Regions from separate parts of the Mus musculus genome. Here regions 1 and 3 are each linked to region 2. A link is a contact called in public ChIA-PET data. All regions are on one chromosome and are shown on one strand. The core of a region is the stretch at or near the end of the contact, and the rest is flanking DNA. Distances in the headings are between cores, read along the strand shown. Region 1 holds the start of Slc35e2 (solute carrier family 35, member E2). Region 2 holds the start of Ube2j2 (ubiquitin-conjugating enzyme E2J 2). Region 3 holds the start of Cdk11b (cyclin-dependent kinase 11B).

What was found. ChIA-PET counts read pairs in DNA pulled down with a chosen protein or histone mark.
Region 1: an RNA polymerase II ChIA-PET map of memory CD8 T cells shows a contact between it and region 2, with 29 read pairs. The contact joins the promoter of Slc35e2 here to the promoter of Ube2j2 in region 2. A contact is called at or near these places in 1 of 39 promoter capture datasets (erythroid cells) and 1 of 115 datasets of contacts at active chromatin or transcription factors (memory CD8 T cells).
Region 3: an RNA polymerase II ChIA-PET map of memory CD8 T cells shows a contact between it and region 2, with 43 read pairs. The contact joins the promoter of Cdk11b here to the promoter of Ube2j2 in region 2. A contact is called at or near these places in 1 of 484 Hi-C or Micro-C datasets (embryonic stem cells), 2 of 115 datasets of contacts at active chromatin or transcription factors (memory CD8 T cells and microglia) and 1 of 9 other capture datasets (adipose tissue).

Annotation. Positions count from the first base shown.
Region 1 is chr4:155,600,067-155,602,796 of GRCm38.p6, reverse strand. It overlaps Slc35e2 (solute carrier family 35, member E2), which reads right to left and starts at 1,381. Exons shown (of 9, transcript NM_177186.4): 1 at 1,059-1,381.
Region 2 is chr4:155,942,523-155,945,222 of GRCm38.p6, reverse strand. It overlaps Ube2j2 (ubiquitin-conjugating enzyme E2J 2), which reads right to left and starts at 1,410. Exons shown (of 8, transcript NM_021402.6): 1 at 1,073-1,410.
Region 3 is chr4:155,623,523-155,626,266 of GRCm38.p6, reverse strand. Cdk11b (cyclin-dependent kinase 11B) reads right to left here and starts at 1,413. Exons shown (of 20, transcript NM_007661.4): 1 at 1,326-1,413; 2 at 613-736. The coding sequence starts at 723. Gm16023 (predicted gene 16023) reads left to right here and starts at 1,512. Exons shown (of 3, transcript NR_040441.1): 1 at 1,512-1,908.

The sequences.
Region 1 (2,730 bases), core at 132-2,631, 340 kb after region 2:
CCTTCCTATCTCTTCACTTAATGGGCCTTCTTTTGCTATTTAAAATTCTCTCGGTGTGCTTTCAAATGTGCTCTGCAACCAGGGATACTTGTAGTACAGTCCCATAATTGCGGTACTGAGAGGATGAGGCAGGAGGGTCACAAGTTTAAGGCCAGACTGGGCTACCCTGTAAAGATCCTGTCTTAAAAGAAAAAAGAAAAAGAAAAAAAAGCACAAAAAATTATTTTCCAGTTTTTTTTAATAGAGTACATTCATCCCATGAGCGGGCGACTAGACAAACACTGAACAAGGGCCCCCCCACCCCCACCCCCAGTCTGCAGTTTTACTTTTTGTTTTATTTTGCATTTCAAGGGTTCAAAACATCAATGCTGCAAAGAGCCTGTTTCATGCCTGAAAAGTACCGGTTGGAGAAAAACCGCTGGCAGGCTAAAATAAAGTTGAGGCTTGGGACCTGGCTGAGTCGCCCATTCCACGGCACAAAATAAGACGTTTGGGGAGGCAAAATCAGTACACGCCGACAGATGACAGGGTGCCTGCACCTGTCATTGGGTATCGCTTCCTTTCCGGCGCCTGCTGCAGTCACAGCCCGCCCGCGATCCCCCCGCCCCGGTGCCCATCACTGTCCCCACCCTACCTGTGCGTCCAGCCCGGCGAAGCCCGCCACCTGCGCGCCCGGTGCCAACCCGGGCTGACTCCAGGACGGGATGCCCCCGGCCCCCGATGGGGTTCAGTTCTGGGGCTGCCACTGGAGTTTATGCAGAGCCTCAGCCCACGCCCACGGAAGATGCAGCCCGCGCCCGCCTCGGGGCCGAGCAGCTTTAGGCAGAGCGGTCCAGAGTCAAGGGCGAGAGCCGCGAGCCCTCCCACAGCCCTCCTAAGGGTTTAGATTTGGGACACACACACGGGTGGGCGGGGAGAGAGCCGGACGTGACGCACCGGAAGCTGTTACGGGGGGGGGGGGAAGGACACACTCCACACAGGCACACAATGGCACCTTCCAGAACGTTCCACCGCGGCCCACCACGGGGAGCCAGGACACCCTCACGGCGCGTTCGCACCTTCCGTAGCGGCCCACCGCAAACCACGGGGCGGGCGACGATGCGGGGCCACAGCACCGCCTTGCGGCCTCCTGTGGGCGCCTCCGGAGCGTCCCACCTCTGCGGGGTCCGCCATGCTGGGCCAGCGTGCAGGTGTCGCTCCTCTGGCCTGTGGTACATTCCGGAACGTTCCACCGAGACCAAGGTGAAGGAGCCAATCCTCTGAGGCCGCGAAGGTGCCGCCCTCTAGGTCAGACCCAGGGGCTTGATTTCAAGGATCCTAAAATCTGACCAGAAAGTCACAAGACGAGAAGCGCTCAGTGGCGAACGTGCGAGGAACCCCCGTGCTCTCCGAGTCTTGGACGCTGCCGGGATGGGGGCGGGGTCAGCACCATGGGGGCGGGGCCAGCAGCATAGCGACGGGGCGCTCATTGGTCGAGCCTCAGAGGCCCCGCCTTCCTGCAGGACGCTTGCTCTGTCGCCTGATCTCCCCAAGTAGCCGCCGGCTGTGAGATGCTTCCTGGCCCCTTTTATCCCTGAAGGTCATTTTGTGGAGAGGTTTGAGGTTGTGCCTTGCCTCAGCTCTGCTTTTGGTGAAACCTTCCTTTGTTTTTTTCTTGGTTGTTTGAAAACTAGTAAGGTTTCTCCTTCAGATCTCGCACAGTGAGTTGGAGCTTCTTAAACCTTTTCCACTAGAAAACCCTTTCCATATGCAAATCAAACGTTTACTGATAATCAACCTTAAGTCTATCTTAAAACAATTCTTTGCCCGGTGCCGGAGACCAGCCTGGTCCACTTAGTGAGTTCCTGGACAACCAGGTCTATGTAGAGAGACCCTGTCTCAGCAAACAAAAAACAAGTCTTTAGAACACAATGGCACAGTGCAGTTTTACCACTTAAAAGCAAAGGCAAACTGGCTTACGAATGAGAAGATGTGCTTTTTAAATTTTCGCACAGATCATTAAATCTTGACTGAATATCCCATACCACTGGACATAGAGTATCTTCAGCATTTTTCAGAGTTGATGTTTTGATTTTATCAAAACCAAAGTGTGTTTGATTTTGTTGAATTGACGTATGTTTTAGAACCGTATCAGTTGGAAATTCTGTCCTAACCACAAGCCAAGTTTTAACGATTTTTAAAAATGAAACTCAACTCAGAAACTTACGCAAGAATTTTGTTGTTGTTGGGTTCTTTCCTTTGTTTGTTTTTGTCTTTTAAGATAGTGTCTCACTGAGCCGGCATGGTGGCACACACCTTTAATCCCAGCACTCAGGAGGCAGAGGCAGGGGAATTTCTGAGTTCGAGGCCAGCCTGGTCTACAAAGTGAGTTCTAGGACAGCCAGAGCTACACAGAGAAACCCTGTCTCGAAAAAAAAAAAAAAAAAAAAAAAGATAGTGTCTCACTATGTACCCCTGTCTGGCCTGGAACTCACTGTGTACATCAGGCTAGTCTTGAACTCACAGAAATAGACATCTCTGCCTCTCACACTCTGGAATTATGCGCACCTATGTAAGCATTTTTTAATTGAGTTGTTTTATTTGGTCATTGTTGTTTTGTATTTGTTTTGTTTTGAGACAGGGCTGGTGTATCCCTGGCTGGCTTCGGATTTGATGTACAGCCAGGGCTGACCCTGACCTTGCTCTTACCCCACAGTGCTCAGATGACAAGCATGTGTTACTATGCCTGGT
Region 2 (2,700 bases), core at 161-2,660:
GCCCTATCTGCTCCTCGTCTGCCTCAATCGGAACAGCAGTATCTTTCGTGACTCTCCTAGGGGATGGAAGGTGACAGAAGCAGCCACTCACTGGCAGCAGAAGAGTCTCTTGTCAGTCCCTCATCACCGTGCCAAGGTGGTAGTTCTTTTTCCTTTTGGACATCTCTCTCCCACAACACTCCACACAGGTTAGGTGACGGTGGGGAATTAAGACCTTGGCCTGACAGATGGTCAGAAGGGCACATGACACACCCAAGGCCAGGATTTTCAGGGAGTTTTACCTTCTCCAGGATTACTCCACGGGCTGAAGGAAGCCAGAAGCTCACAATAAACAGCCTTAGCACCACTTTCTCACACACACCGAGAACTGAACTGACGCCGAGTACAGGAAGACAATGATGTTGCAGAGGACTGACTCCAAGTTCTAGGAACCTAGACCTATCTCCGGCTGAAGATCATACGCGGGACTTTATAATGAAATACAATCCTAAAATCCTTTTTCCCCCCCCATTACACACACCTGGCCATGAATAAAGCCCTGTATCACTACTTGCAGAAAGGTACATTCTTATGCACTTGTTAGCTTACAGTGAACTCTGCTCTTTTCTCTTCCTGGTCTATCTGGATCTGATGACGTTGAGAGCTTGACTGAGGTTAAACACACAGCTAAGTGATGATGTCCACTAAGAAGGAAGTGAGGTCACTGGCTGAGAGTCCGCAGTTAGCAGAGGTGGAGAATAAGCATCGGCCGTCCTCACCCCGACCCCCGAAACGGGCCCAAGCCCCACTCTTACTGCCCAAGGTTTTGTTGCATTACCCTCAAGGGCGTAACCGCGGACACGCTCGCCCCTGTTGGGGTCTATTAAGCAGCCTGGGGTTCTAACTGATCGCGATGAAAGGGGGCCACTCAACGGCTACCACCCCACAACAAACTCACGGGATACGTTTTTTTAAAGATCAAACCTGGCTCCTCCTCGGAGTCTTCCGAGCGTCCGTGAGAGAATCCGCCGCGCGGCAAACAAAACCCCTAACCCGCCCCCGACAGGAACCCCGAGCGCCCTCAGTAACCGACCTCGGGTCCGGGCACAGCCGGCGACGTAACCAACGGGACCCGACGTGTGGCGTCCCCGCGTCCCCGCCCGCCGCTGCAGCCGGCTCCGGCGGGGCGAACGAGCGGCCCGAGGCCCCGCGCAGCCCGCGAGCGCTCACCTCTCCCTGAGGCCGCGGCCGCGTTCAGGTTCGCCGTGGTCGAGGCCAGAGCAGGGTGCGGAAGAGTGGGGCCCGCGCCGTGAGCCGCACCCGCGCTGGGACTCGGCCCACCGCACCCGCCGCAAGCAGCCTCGCCGCCGCTACCGCCGCTCAGCCTCCAAGATGGCCGCTCCGGGGACGGCCTAGGCCCGCTTCCGCTTCCGCTTCCGGTGCGCTGTCCGCGGGTGGAAGCGCTCCGCTAGGCAGCTTGGTGGAGGCTCCACTGTCAGTTCCTAGCTGGCTCAGGTCAGTCTCGGGTTTTTGGCTAATGGTTGTGTCCGGCTACTGCGCAAAGGGTTGCTGACGCGTGCGCACTAGAGAATAGCTCGGGGGAGGGGGTTGTGGCTCCTGTGTCGGGAAACTGGGCTAGACACTCCCAAGACTTCGTACTGTCTGGCCGGCACTCCAGGAACCAGTAAGTGGCTGCAGAAATCCCGCAGTGCTCCCGACCCCAAATCAGGGCCAGTCAGGGAGGCCAGCCCCAGAGAAAAGATGACCCATGAGTTCACAACGAATTAGGGCCACCGGCCACCTTCTGGCCCAGGATGCACTCTTGTCTGCTCTAAACACAGTTAAATTCCGAGCTGGAGGTTCACTCAGTTCTCCCTCGCTGCCCCTATAGCCACGAAGATCCCCGTGTACGGAGCCAATGATGGGCATAGGCGTATCCCGCACTCCAAGCCCGCGGCAGACCCCCAGCCCCGGGAACAGCCGTCCTCATAAAAAGAGTCCCTGTGTTTCCGCACCAAGTTTCCCAATCAGTTCTTGAATACCATCTTTATGCTCGAGGACATTGCTCTAAGACGGGTTTCCCCTCTCCCTCCGCCTCCTTCCTGGCCCTGGGGAGGGGAGGCGGTACAGCTTGGTCTTTTGGCCAGACTATCTGGCTGGTGCTGAGACAGGAGGCTGCCAGTAGGGATGTTCTAAATACTAGTTTGGGCCCTGACAGCTGGAGAATCTGGGCTGAGGAGGCTGATAGAGATCCAGACTTCTCCAGCTCTCCCTGCACACACTGCTGCCTCACTGTTGCATTCCTAGAATCGAATGCTAAAGTTTGTTCTTATGTTGGTGAGATAACATCACACACACACACACACACACACACACACACACACACACACACACACACCCTGCGTCCTTGACCCAGCACCTTCCCTTCATTTGCCTGTGAACTCTGTGTACAGGTTCCAGAAAGCCAAGTCAGATGTGGTAGGTGTCAGTATTCCGGGTTACAACACACTGGAAGAGAGACACTGCAGGATGAATTAAGGATTCTTAGCAGCAGGAGGCTCAGCCTTTGCAGGACTGAATCCAGAATCCACATTGCAAAGCCTATATATTGTTACACAACAGGCATTTTTAGACCCGGGCGGTGGTGGCGCATGCCTTTGATCCCAGCACTGGGAAGGCAGAGGCAGGCGGATTTCTGAGTTCAGTCTACAAGGTGAGTTC
Region 3 (2,744 bases), core at 164-2,663, 320 kb after region 2:
TCACTTTTTTTTTTTTTGGTAACCTGAAACCTGAGAACAGAAAATTTAAAACATTGTACATGATAAGGGTCATAAGACTATATGAACGTTAGTTTTTCTGAGCCAAAACTAAGACTTTAGTTGGATTTTTACACACGAAATACATCATACATATATTGACAATAAGAAGCACTTATATCAATGTTTCTTATCCAGTCACCTAAGGACTCTAAATATATCATCATCCAAAGCAAGGTAATTACAAAGCACTCATTTTAATTGCAAGGAAAGTTCCCACTTTATTAAAAATGCTTGGTAAATGGTATTATGAATATACTAATAATGAAATGAGAAAAATTAGTCTGGTGGCAGTAATGATTCTAGGTTCAGAATATTTTATTTTGTAACGAGATATTCTCATTTCGATACAGCTTCAGTGTGTTATTAATCTATCTTCAACGTCAACTGAGTATATGAATGTTTTTGTTAATTTTAGAATAGATTTTGGGCTCACCTGTGACATTTGGAAGTACAAAAGAACTTCACCGAAGAAGCGTTGTTCTAATGGAAAAATGAGGGCAAAGAAATTAAATCTTCTTTAAGAAAACCACTTACTTAAAAAACATAGCTTACATTTTTTAAGCGTTTTATCTCTGCTTTCTCCTCTTGTTCTTTCCTTCGTTTCTTTTCCTGGAGAATTTCATCTAACGTTTTCACTTTCCAAGAGTCCTTTTCATCACCCATTTGAGTTAAAACACTGCAAAAAGAAAAACAATTCAAGCAACCTCGGGACACAGAAAGCTACGGTCGGTCTGTCGGTCTGTCTTTTCCGAACACTTAAGTCTAATCGTTAGTGTTTCAGAGTAAGTCCCGGTAGGTCGGAAGGATTCTGCCTGAATACACTGTCGTTTCTGTCATTCCTGTAAGGTTTTGGGTAACTTAGTTTACCTCAGTGTTTTCCGTAAAACGCAACCATCATCATCCACGTAACGGTACTGTTCTAGGATGAAAGACCATCCAGGTCATTTCAGTGCCTCGCACTCAACACACTCTGCCTTAGGTGTCAAAAGGTTGTATGAGAAAGCTCCAGGACGCGGGGAGGCCTGGGTGACAGGTAAGATCAAGGTGCACTGTCAAGCGCGGGACTCCGGGGCGGGGTCCCACTTCTGAGGGTTCAGTCACGCAAACCTGAGGCAAGGGCCGGCTCCGGGGGCCGCCAGGCCTGCCGCCTCCACCGCCCTCAGCTCCGTGTGGAGCGAGACTGCTCCGCGGCAGCAGCGTGTCGCCAGCCGCGATTCTTCAGGGGCGCCGTAAACCCTGCTCCGAACCCCCGCGCCGCTACTCACCCCTGCGCCGCTACAGCCGCCGCAGCCGGTCCTGGAGTCTGGGAAGGAACAGCGCCCGGCGCGCGCCAGGATTGTCGTCACTTCCTCCGCGGAAGCGTGATGATGACGTACGACGACGACGACGAACCGCGTGTGCGCTCGACTTTTTTTGGCCGCCCCACAGTACCTTGCGCGCACCGGAAGTGTCCTTACATCGTGAGTTGGCTCCTGCCAACGACGCGAGGCTGGGCGGATAAAAGCGAAGTAGCGTCTGGTAACGTCCTGGGGTGTCTCCGAGAGATGACGTTTCGAGACGATGCGCTCGGCCGTCTGCGGAAACCGGAAACCGTGCCTCCCGCTGCACCTTCGCTCTGCCAGGCAGGGCTACCTCCAGGCACTCGGTAGCGTAGTCTGCAGGCCGAGCAGCATTTGCACTCGTGACAAGCTGCTTGTGCCACTCAACCTTCCGCAGCCAGACATTTGTTTCTACCCATCAGACTAATTGCTCTGACGTATAGACGCCTCCAAAGTGGCGTCGTGCCATCCAATGGAAAAACAAGTTGTCTTTCTGACCTACCCAGGACCCAGGAAGCTGAATTCACAGGTAGGCTAGTTAACATCCTATGATGAGGAAGTCCCCTGCACAAGAAAACATTGAAACGAATCCAGTTTCCTCAGCCAACCTCCTTAAAACAACCTCTTCTGCTTGGCCTACGATAGTGGTTGAGTCTTTATGTTATTGTTTTGCTTTGAAATAGAGTTTAGTACGTAGACCTAGCCTCTATTTCTGGCCTGTATCTCTGTATTCTTTTTGTTTTCTTTTCATTCTAAATGCTGAAGTGTCTAGACACTTCTCAAACGTGTACTTAAACCACCTGAAGGTCTTAAAGGTTTTTACGATTCCACTAAAAACCTATTAACCTATCAGGGCTTATGGAAGAGAGAGCAGAAAGGAAAATTCCAGCTGCTTGTTTTTGTCAGGTTATCCTGTGGGTATTGGGGAAAAAAACAAACAAACAAAAAGCAATGCCATGCATCAGTGGAGCACACCTTTAATGCCAGCACTAGGGAGACAGAAGCAGGCGGACCTCTTGTGAGTTTGAGGCCAGCCTGGTCTACAGAGCTAGTTCTAGGACAGCCAAGGCTACAAAAGCAGCTCTGTATCGTGAAACAAAAAATAGCAATATGATTAAATTTCTTGAGTTAGGGTCAGAAACAAACAAAATGAAAAGGAAACCACTGTTAGTTATGACTGTGAAATGGTAAGATGTGAAAGAATATAACAACTAGTGTATGAAAAAAATGAGGGATATTGGAGTGAAACACTTTGTGATCCCAGCTCTTACTTTGCCTCCAGAGTTATCAGTGACTTGGAAACTAAGTCTGATTTCAGTAGCATACATAACAGAGTTATACAAGCCAGGTGGTGGTGGCTCACAT